Regions from separate parts of the Zea mays genome. Here all the other regions are linked to region 2. The links are chromatin contacts, called in public Hi-C maps. All regions are on one chromosome and are shown on one strand. The core of a region is the stretch at or near the end of the contact, and the rest is flanking DNA. Distances in the headings are between cores, read along the strand shown. Region 1 holds the start of LOC100382641. Region 2 holds the start of LOC100272896. Region 3 holds the start of LOC100280053 (cyclin superfamily protein, putative).

Region 1 (3,403 bases), core at 494-2,993, 200 kb after region 2:
ATAAATGACCCCAAGACCCTTACCTGATCCAAGAATCAACCGAAATTTATGGAACAATGGTAAGAGGTGTTTTCATAAAATCTGTTCCTGTTGCCTCCCTTCACCTCCTTTTTTTTGTTCTCTCTAGACATAAATATTCCAGATTTTCAATCGACCTTAGCAAACCAACACTAATTCTGTTCATTACGTAGACCCCTAACAACACAACGATCATAATTTACCCATGAAAGAACCGACAAACATGTAATGCTAATATCTAACCGAAATGTGACAGGGTTATATTATGGTTCTGAAACCTGATTCCTGGAGGTATCTGTACACGGCAGCATTCAGCTCAGTTGCTGTGAGGGCCTGAGGCCCCTTTTTCTCCATTGGAAACCACACTGAAAGAACCAACCCTTTCTTGGAGTCTAGCAGGTAGTAACAAATATGTCACTGAAGATTTGGCAGCTGCAATAGTAAGATAATAATGGTATCTTACCCAAACTTTCCGGCAACAAAAAAAGTTCTTGACAATTCTTGTAAAATAATAAAAAACTTAAAATTGGCTGTATCTGAGTTCTATGCTGGAAATTCCATGAAGCCGGAAACATCAGAGTTCAGAGGTGCCAATTTTTTGCATAGTGAATAATCAGCATTGCCAAAATTCGGTAACAGACATACTTGACAACGACCAAGAATTGACCAGACCTTTATCTAACAGTAAAACGAAATTTTGATGCAAGCAGCTACCTGGTGAACCTGGCCAACACTATGAATTTACCTAATAAGCAATAACTAAGGAATGTTGCAATAACAACCAACAGCACTGACCTCGGAGAGTTCAGTCCAATTAATGTCAAAACTTCCATCTTGACTGAGCAAGCCGAAAGTGGAAGAACTATTTATGTTTCATAGTCGAGGCTTAACACGAACTCAAAAGATCCGAATCCTAACCAAAGTGAGGAGTTGACTAAGAAGGATAAAAAAATCAACATAATCCATTGACCATTGTGCTTATTTACGAATGAACTACGAGACATCCGCTTGGTGTTCAAAACTTCAAACCGAGCAGGGGAAACGAATGTTGACCAGATAAATGCCTTTTGGGAGAGGCGCGAAGAACTCACGCCTTTGTCTAGGATGGATTGACATTGGCACAAAGGGCTAACAAATACTGATCTATCTGAGGAAAAGAGAATCACATTTGTTGTCATCGAGCGATTCAACACTAAAAGCAAGAAAAGCCGAACCTTTTGTTTTTTTCAGAAATGAACCAAGAACCCACAATATATATCTATCCGGTCCGTGGAGTCCAAACAACATTGACCAAGAAAGAATGCCCAAATAAACAGTGCGAGAACCCTAGCGCTCCGCCATTGGGATTTGGGAGACCAAGAACAAAATGCCTGCCATACTCCGCGAGCCAATTCGATGAAACCCCAAAGCAAGGAAGTGAGGAACAAGAACGCTGGAGTCACCATCCAAGAAATGAAGAACCAAGAAACACAAAATTTCTGCACGGGCGGAGCGGGGCTTGAGGCCAAACCTGAGACGCTCTGGAGGCAGCGGTGCACGGTGGCGGGCGCAAAGGTAGTCGACGTGAGCGCCCGGCGGCTCAGGAGATCGTACGACGGCGCGGCGGGGAGCAACAGGAAGAGAGGGGAAGCGGCGAAGGGGTTCGAGTTCTTGTCTTGCCGTTGCCGATTGCCGACGACGACGAGAAATCTTGACTGCGCGTCTGCGCGGGTTTGGGCTCTCGCCTCTCGGCCGGGAAAAGAAGGCCAGAAGAGCAGCTTCAGAGGAGAAAGGTTTTATAAGTACTGCGCAGTGGGACCAGATCGATTGGATGTGGGCCTGGGTGGCGGGGAGTGCATGGAGCCGAGCGTATGGAACGGCCATGTTAAAGTTACAGTTACAGAGAGAGAAAATTATGAGTGATAAGAAATACCCCTTCCATAAAAAAGCAACAACAATTCTCCATTTTCAAAAGATCAAACGATTTAACCAAACTATATAAAAAAGTTACTAACATGAAAAAGTTTGAATAACTGAATATTACGTTTATAAATGTTTCTAATTTTTATTTCTATCGTTATTGAAAAAAAAATAACTTAAACTAAATATTCATGGTGTCCAATCACAACAACTATTGTGCAATCAGATCTTGATGTACAACATGCAAGCGAGACTCATAATCCGTTGTATCATGATTCAAACATATATATCACATTAATTTTATAAATATGAAATATCATATTAATTTATAAATGTGAAATGAGCACTCGAATTATAAATGTAATAATGCAAAATGAGCACTCGAACCTACGCTCCCTTCTCTAAACATTTGAGGGTAACCACGCAATCACGCATACCTTAATGTTTATAAATAATCAATACTTATATTTGAATAAATATCTCAATACTTATTTATCTATACTAGTCAATTAAGAATCTAAGGTGGACACCTGGTGCTACCGTTTCACCCTCCACGCTGACACTCTGTGCCCACTCCACGCGCCCCGATTGTTTCTCCCGTCCCTCTCTCAACTACTACCCTGTGGACACGCTGGCACTCTAGGCCCATCCCACACTCTCTAACTGGTTCTCCCGCCCTTCTCTTAGCTATTGCCCTATGGATCCCAACGCCCATATAGCCATCTACTGCGCCTGCTCAGCACCCGACCCCACCCACGCAGCTACCACACCACACAAAAAAGTGCAGAGCGAGCACTCAAACCCACACCCTAGATCCGGAAATTTGGGGCTAACCATTAAACCACACGTACCTTAGTGTTTAGAAATAAACAATAATTATATTTGAATAAATATCTTAATACCTATTTATATGATATATAAAAATCGTTGGCTAGTTTAACACTTAAATTCTTTCACCATGGGCTTGCGTAGATTTATAATAAAACCCCTAACAAACCATAATTATATGTACGGTTAGATTATGATCCAATGGATCTGAATGCTCGCTTGCACGTTTACACATGAGACCTAATTGTATACTAGGTATATGCCTATGGGTTGCAACGGAAGACACTTGTATGCATATGTCATTGTTTAATGATGCTATCAAAAATCAACTCAACAATCATAACAAATGTCAAAGTCTGCCATTTCGAACAACCAAAATTTGGCTTAATGTTACTATTAATCGAAATAGACAAATCCTAAGCTGATAATACAAGATCGAAATAAAGAAAGATTCCTATTGAGAACATTTATTGTTTAGAGAAAAGATTCCTATTGAAGGAGCATCACCCCTTTATTATCTAGTATCATACAACATTCAGAACACATATGATATACAAATACAGACATAGCAAAAACATACTCTATCCATACCAATTATATAGCGAGACACCATAATGCATCTCTCCTGCACATCACAAATGGCAATGATCGTCTGGCT
Region 2 (3,501 bases), core at 532-3,031:
GAGCACCCAGAGCAGCGTGCCGCCCGCTGTGGCACCGGCCTGCAGGTCGCCCTCGATGTTCCCCGGGTCTACGAACGCGATGCTCATCAGAAAGCCGGGCCCCGAGAATGCCCACAGCTTGCGCCACGAGAAGGGCGGCATGCAGCCCCCCGAGGCGTAGAAGGCGCGCTCTTCGCTAGCATCGCCTTCGGGGTCGCCGGAGACGGAGACGATGACCTTCTCGGATGGCTCGAACGCCCGCTCCTTGCACCCTTCATTGTCGTCTGAGATGGCGGAGATGAACGACGATGGTCGGAGGAGGGCGCGGTGCTCGGCCTCAGAGGCGGGTGGAGAGGCGCTCGCGACAGGCTCTCTAGCGGCATCATCAGCGTTGTGGTTGGCGGCCATCGAGGTGAACTAGACAGATTTGCAAATCAATGCTAGCGGACCCGCATGGTTTATGGTTGCCGCACGTTTTGGGAACTCCTATATTTGGAGCCTATAGGGACACGAGTAAACTGAAGAATGTTAGGAATGAGAGGACACCAGCTTAGAAAGATTGTGAAATAGTAAGACAGTGCGTATAAGCAGCATTGAGCGGCTAATATAGGAAAATGCAATCTTTTTGTATTTTTATTCACAGAAAACCATGCCCTAATCTTCTAAATGAAGATCATTCTTTGTTTTATCCTTGCATGCCTGTTCATCATATACTGTGAATTTCGAAAACCAAATAATCTATTTTTTGTATGAAGAAACTATTGATTCTTGAATAACAATTGCTTATCGCTGAGACTACTTGGTATTATACAATTTGACCATATACTTAGGAAAAACAGGACACCATCGTTCTTATAAGGGTGTTGGATGAAATTATAGACGACCAAATAGACCGTACTAAATGGGTCGGCACTAAACATGTCACGGCCTGTGCTTCGACACGGCACAGGCAAGATTCATATAGAGCCAGTACCGGCACGACATGAGTGTGTCGTACTTGGACCGTCATCCCGACACGATGGGCTGACACGAGCACGACACGATTAAGTGACCGGCATGGTTAGACACGAGTTAGACCAACCGGTGATTTATAGATGTGATCGTGATATGTGCACGCGATTTTAAATTTTTATTTGTTATGATTTTAAACATAATAAATTATAATGGTATAAATATTCAAGTTTTAAAATTATATATATAATCTTAAAGATCTTCTATATTTTTTGAGCTTTTAAAATAAAATAGTGTCTGGCTGGCACGGACACGGTATGTTAGTGCCATATAATGTCGACACGTCACGATCAGACTATAGTCAGACACTATAGCGTAGTGACTGAGTCGTTGGTTACACACTAGTGCCAACAGGAGACAACATAAATATTAATAGTGGCTAATAATGTAATAGTGTTATTGTCGTGCGGAGAGCCTATTTGACCATCTATAAATGAGATGAGGGATGTCATGAAGTGATCGAGACAGTCAGTCCACGAGTGGATGGCATGAGGTGACCGAGGGGGTCGTGGCTAATATTGCTAGTACCGTGGTTTACCGCTCGTTTTGTGTCATCCTCATCCCACCCAATTCCACCGTCCATCCACCCCGGGACCAATAGCGGCCGTCCACGAGTTCCTCAGCCTGGCCCGCCCGTCAGCAACCCAATCCCCCCGCGAGTATCCACGGGCGCGTGGGTCGCAAGCAGACGCGGGGCGAAGAATCGCACCGCGGGAGACCGAGACAGGCAGCCAGCGCGGGGCAGCTGAAGCCTATCTTGTAGGAGTATCTTCTATCACCACCTCGGTACCCCGAGGGAAAGAAGAAGCGGAGGGGAGGCAGGAATCGCCTGCCCGCGCCTCCATCGCCCTGCCGGCGACGGCCCACATGCCGACCGCCTACAGCCTCCGCGCGCCGCCCTCCGCCTCGCAGCAGCGCCTCAGGCTGCCCCTACCGCCGCCCCCGCCGCCGCTGCCGTTTTGCCCGGGTGGAGGGGCCGCCCGCCGGAGGAGGGGTGTCGGGGTGGCGTCTGCGTCCGCGTCGCCCTTCGACGAGCTGCACGCGCGGGGGAGGCCCGTACATGGACCCTCCAAGGTGAGCCAGCCACCGTCGCCTACCTCGGGGACATCGCCCGAACGACCAGAGCCTCTTTTCCCCAAAAATTGAATAGCAGTTGGTGGGGATTATCGGATGCTACTGCATGATTAGCCTCCAAGGATTTCGTTGGCCGCGATTTTGAGGTTTCTATGCAGGAAAGCCACTGCCCGTTATCATGTCTCGTTTGTAATTTGATATCTGATGGGGCTCAGGAGTAGGATCTGGGTTCCAGTAAACGGTTCGTCTTATTATGACCACCTCCTGTGGTAGGCTCATTGCTCACCTTTGTCTGTTATTGAATACTGCAAATAAGGCGGCAACGTTACTGCCAAGAAGTCTAATACATAGTAGGGTGCTTACAAGCCGTGATTTCTTGGCTGGTTCACTGGTCACAAAGGGAAACAGAAATCTGACGCTCCTGCAGTTCTATTTATCATCAAGGTTTAGTTTGTGTACATAAAGTTGTGGCTTGTGCCAGCAAGGAGGGGGAGGGGATTATGTAAGACTGTACACTGTGAAGCAATGGAGAATTAGCTGCATGGGCATAACTTTAGGCTTGGTAAATCATCAGCAACCATGGCCCTTTAGACATATGTTTGTTGTATGATGCCTGCTGGATCATGAGACTGGTGGCATTTTTTCTTCTTCTTTTATTAAGCTCCATTTTTTCACCTTTTTTGCGGATAGGTTGTGATTTAGGAAGAATGATTGCCTGACTAACAGCCAGCTGCCATAGGGGTGGTCATAAAACATCGCAAAATAAACATAGTTTTGTGAGTCCCATGTGACAGCAGGAACTGTGGCGCTCAAGGATTCAACGTTCCACCACTGTTGTATTTTATTGCTAGGTCAAAACCATATGTACTGCTAGATGTCTTAGCAGTAACATTGGTACTACTACTGGCTAATACTGACTAGTGAGCTAAGTGGTCCTGAACATAGCAAACTCTTTTTTTTGTAATTCGTACCCACTTAGCTATTTTTTTGTTGAAAACAAATGACATTGAACTTTAATGTCAAAGTTCTTTTGGATATCTCAAGATGATTTGCCACAAGTACTGTGAATATTGAGCTAGGTCATTCTCAGCATTGCGGCGATATGTTTCTGTAGGATGCTTTGCTTCTGTATATCAGTTCACAATGTATTTGTCAGTCAGAAAAACCTGTCATCTGTTCTAGCTAAATGCAGCAGCAGTTGTTATGACCAGTAATAATTTTTCTAAGTAATTTTGAAATACTGTTTGCCCATAGATCATTTGAATGAAATTGTGGGATTTTTTGGGGAGGAGTTTTTACTAGTTAGCAGCTACTTGTCTTGTATAATGCATTCTGACTAAATGATTTTGGACATTGGTTTATGGACACTTGCTAGGGGTGTCAATATGTTAAAAAATTATATGTATAAAATGCCTATGAACTTGCTTGATATAACTA
Region 3 (3,209 bases), core at 304-2,803, 160 kb after region 2:
GACGCACACAACCACTATTCCTGCACGTTGCCTACCAACTCCCGATGGGACACACATACGACAAAGAGTGCAGACTGACCCTCAGGCAAAAACTCCGCCTCGCTCGAGCCCGACCTTGGCTAACTGCTCCTTGTGAATCCCGCAGGAGGCCACTCCTTCAATTGTGTCGCTCTACGAATCCTGGAGCAAGCTCGGTCTCGATCTCGGGTGGACTTCCGCCTCGCCCAAGCCCGGCTTCGGCCTCGATATCAGCAATGGAAAGGCGCCCGACGTCATCGTAAATTGTAGTACTGACATATTATCCAAGGTTTTTTTTGCCATACTAAGTAGTACACTAACCACTATGGCATGGCCAACCTCCTTGTCAGGTGGGCTCAGGTACGTGACCGATCCCTCGGCCCTAGCCTCGACTCTCAATAGAAATCTGGCGTCTCCACCGGGCATAAGTCAACAACAAGTACAAGACCCATGCTCCAAGCCATACCGTCTACTAGGGTTCGGCTTCGCCTACTCACCATACGTGGCCAGCTCCGGTACTCATAGCAGCCCTATTTGAGGCTATAAATAGGACAATGTACGGCTTCAGTGGGCAGAGGGAACACTTCACGGTTCTCACCTCCACCACGATATTGACACTTGCCTCAATCAACCCAGTGACTTGAGATCGTTTTCTCTTCCGATCAGCTTGTACTCTCTACTACAAGCACTTAGGTGCAAGTAATATAAGTCTCATACTCCCTCTGCTGGAAGTAGGACTCTCTCTCGTTCGAACCAAAATTAACAACTTGTGTTATCTTGCATCACCCATTTAGGTCAGGACACACAACATTATTTTACTAGTGGTAAGACCTTCAGGTCGAGACATCGACAAACAAACCAGTCGAATCCGGAGGATCAGTTTTAGTTTTCGGTCGATCTGCATATATCAAATGTCTGTCTTTCTTCATGTGATTAGTTTGTACATTTGTCCTAGGACTCATTTACCTGTAAAGCAACGGCACACAAAAACAGAGAGGGAAACGCGTGCGCGCACACACAAAAAAAATTGAAAAAGAGAAATAAAGCCCTGGTGCCAGCTTGCCAGGTCAGCCACGAGGCGCCGGCGTCCGGCGACGTGACGAGCCAGAACAGAAACCGAACGCCAGCGCCACGCACGCAGCAGCCACTGAAATCTCAAATACAAAAAATCAACTCACGGCCCCCGAAAACTCCCGCGCTCTCCGCAGGCGGGTGGACGCCGCGGCGCGTTTGCGGCCTCGCGCCAACACTCCCAATTTTTTTAAAAAGAAAAATTTTTTCCCCAATCTTTCCCTCGCTCCCTCCCCCTCCACGGAGTGTCGCTGCCAAAACTCGAACGAATTTCCAAATCGAGGCCGCCGCGATCGAAACCGGGAACCCAAAGCACCCGAGGCTCTTCCCTCCAACCGGAGCTCTCCCAAATCCTTCGAATCCAAAAATAATGGCGGCCTCCTCTCCCTCCCATTCCCCCCGCCCCCGTCCGCTACTTAACCGCGCGCCCGCCACCGCAGCCCCAATCCCCTCCTCCGCCCTCCGCCTCCTCAGTGCTCCGGCGCCTAGCGACCTGCTCCTGCCCCCGCCGCCGCCGTGCACGCACAGCCGGAGCAGGAGCAGCGCTGCCCGCCTTTACCGTTGCCCATGGAGAACTCTGCCGCCGCCGCCGCCGAACGGCCGCGCCTCACCCGCGCAGCCGCCAAGCGCTCAGCCGTCGTCACGGCTGTGGCCGTCGCCGCCAAGCGCAAGCGCGTCGCGCTCAGCCAGCTGCCCACGCTCCCCAACGCCGTGCTCGGCGCGCACGACGACGACGACGACAAGCCCGTCAGGAAGCAGCGCCTCCTCCCCGCCGCCAAGCCCAAGCCCAAGCCCAAGGCAGCGCCCGCGCCTGCCGCGCCCGCCGCCGCGGATGACACGGATGACGACATTCAGCTCTGCAAGCCCTACGCTTCCGACATCTACTCCTACCTCCGCTCCATGGAGTCGCAGGCCAAGCGCCGCCTCGCTGTTGACTACATCGCGGCGGTGCAGATCGACGTCACGCCCAACATGCGTGGCATCCTCATCGACTGGCTCGTCGAGGTCGCCGAGGAGTACAAGCTCGTCTCCGACACGCTCTACCTCACCGTCTCCTACATCGACCGCTTCCTCTCTGCCAAAGTTCTCAACAGGCAGAAGCTGCAGCTCCTCGGCGTCTCCGCCATGCTCATCGCATCGTAAGCAGCCGATCCGTTAATCTGACTCACCCATTTTGCATGAATGGTGTTCCATTTCTCATTTGCTGGGTCCGATTCAAATCGATGCAGCAAGTATGAGGAGATCAGCCCGCCCAACGTGGAGGATTTCTGCTACATCACCGATAACACCTACACCAAGCAGGAGGTGCGTGTTCCTCCTCCTTTCTGTATGCTATCAACGCGATTTGTCTCTGGATCTTGCCACTGGTTGATTACTAAATGTTAACTGGTCCGTGCTTGGGGATCTGTAGGTAGTTAAGATGGAGAGTGATATACTGAATGTCCTCAAGTTTGAGGTGGGCAGTCCTACCGCCAAGACGTTCCTGAGGTAGATCACAAACCAAATCAATCTGAATTGGTCCTGCAATCCTTGTCTACCAGAATGATCCCATTTCTAAATTTTGTGCGCCCTTTACCTTTTGTTTCCTAGGATGTTCATCAGATCTGCCCAAGAAGACAACAAGAAGGTGAGAAAGATTTGTTGCATTTCAACAATGAAATCTGTTCTTGTTCCAAATGCCTGCTGCTTGTTTATGATGTTGTCTGATTTGTTATGTTGTGATGCATATTGCAGTATCCTAGCCTCCAGTTGGAGTTCCTGGGGAGCTACCTTTCTGAGCTGAGCTTGCTGGATTATGGCTTGATTCGCTCCTTGCCGTCACTTGTTGCAGCCTCAGCCGTCTTTGTTGCAAGGCTGACCCTGGATCCACACACCCATCCCTGGGTATAATCTCGATCTGTTTGATCTCTATACATTCCTGTCTCATCAAATACAAACCACCAACTCATTTTGTTATGAACGGGTTGCAGAGCAAGAAGGTGCAAACGCTAACAGGCTATAAGCCATCTGAGTTGAAGGACTGTGTTGCTGCCATACATAATTTGCAGCTCAACCGGACATGTCAATCCATGGTGGCGATCCGGGAGAAATACAGGCAACACCGAGTAAGCTTGGGCTTT

The links. A called contact is a pair of places that touch in the nucleus more often than the background predicts.
Region 1: a contact with region 2 is called in a Hi-C map of leaf, with 4 times the contacts expected there. The contact joins the promoter of LOC100382641 here to the promoter of LOC100272896 in region 2. A contact is called at or near these places in 5 of 25 Hi-C or Micro-C datasets (all in leaf).
Region 3: a Hi-C map of ear shows a contact between it and region 2, with 2.5 times the contacts expected there. The contact joins the promoter of LOC100280053 here to the promoter of LOC100272896 in region 2. A contact is called at or near these places in 3 of 25 Hi-C or Micro-C datasets (ear, endosperm and tassel) and 1 of 3 datasets of contacts at active chromatin or transcription factors (leaf).

Annotation. Positions count from the first base shown.
Region 1 is chr1:262,289,768-262,293,170 of Zm-B73-REFERENCE-NAM-5.0, reverse strand. LOC100382641 reads right to left here and starts at 1,743. Exons shown (of 4, transcript NM_001175365.1): 1 at 1,529-1,743; 2 at 297-450. The coding sequence starts at 372.
Region 2 is chr1:262,490,961-262,494,461 of Zm-B73-REFERENCE-NAM-5.0, reverse strand. LOC100272896 reads left to right here and starts at 1,781. Exons shown (of 6, transcript NM_001147349.1): 1 at 1,781-2,064. The coding sequence starts at 1,858. It overlaps LOC103643755 (metal transporter Nramp6), which reads right to left and starts at 412. Exons shown (of 4, transcript XM_008666924.3): 1 at 1-412. The coding sequence starts at 387.
Region 3 is chr1:262,332,270-262,335,478 of Zm-B73-REFERENCE-NAM-5.0, reverse strand. It overlaps LOC100280053 (cyclin superfamily protein, putative), which reads left to right and starts at 1,553. Exons shown (of 7, transcript NM_001152993.1): 1 at 1,553-2,228; 2 at 2,319-2,394; 3 at 2,501-2,577; 4 at 2,680-2,716; 5 at 2,824-2,973; 6 at 3,060-3,194. The coding sequence starts at 1,657.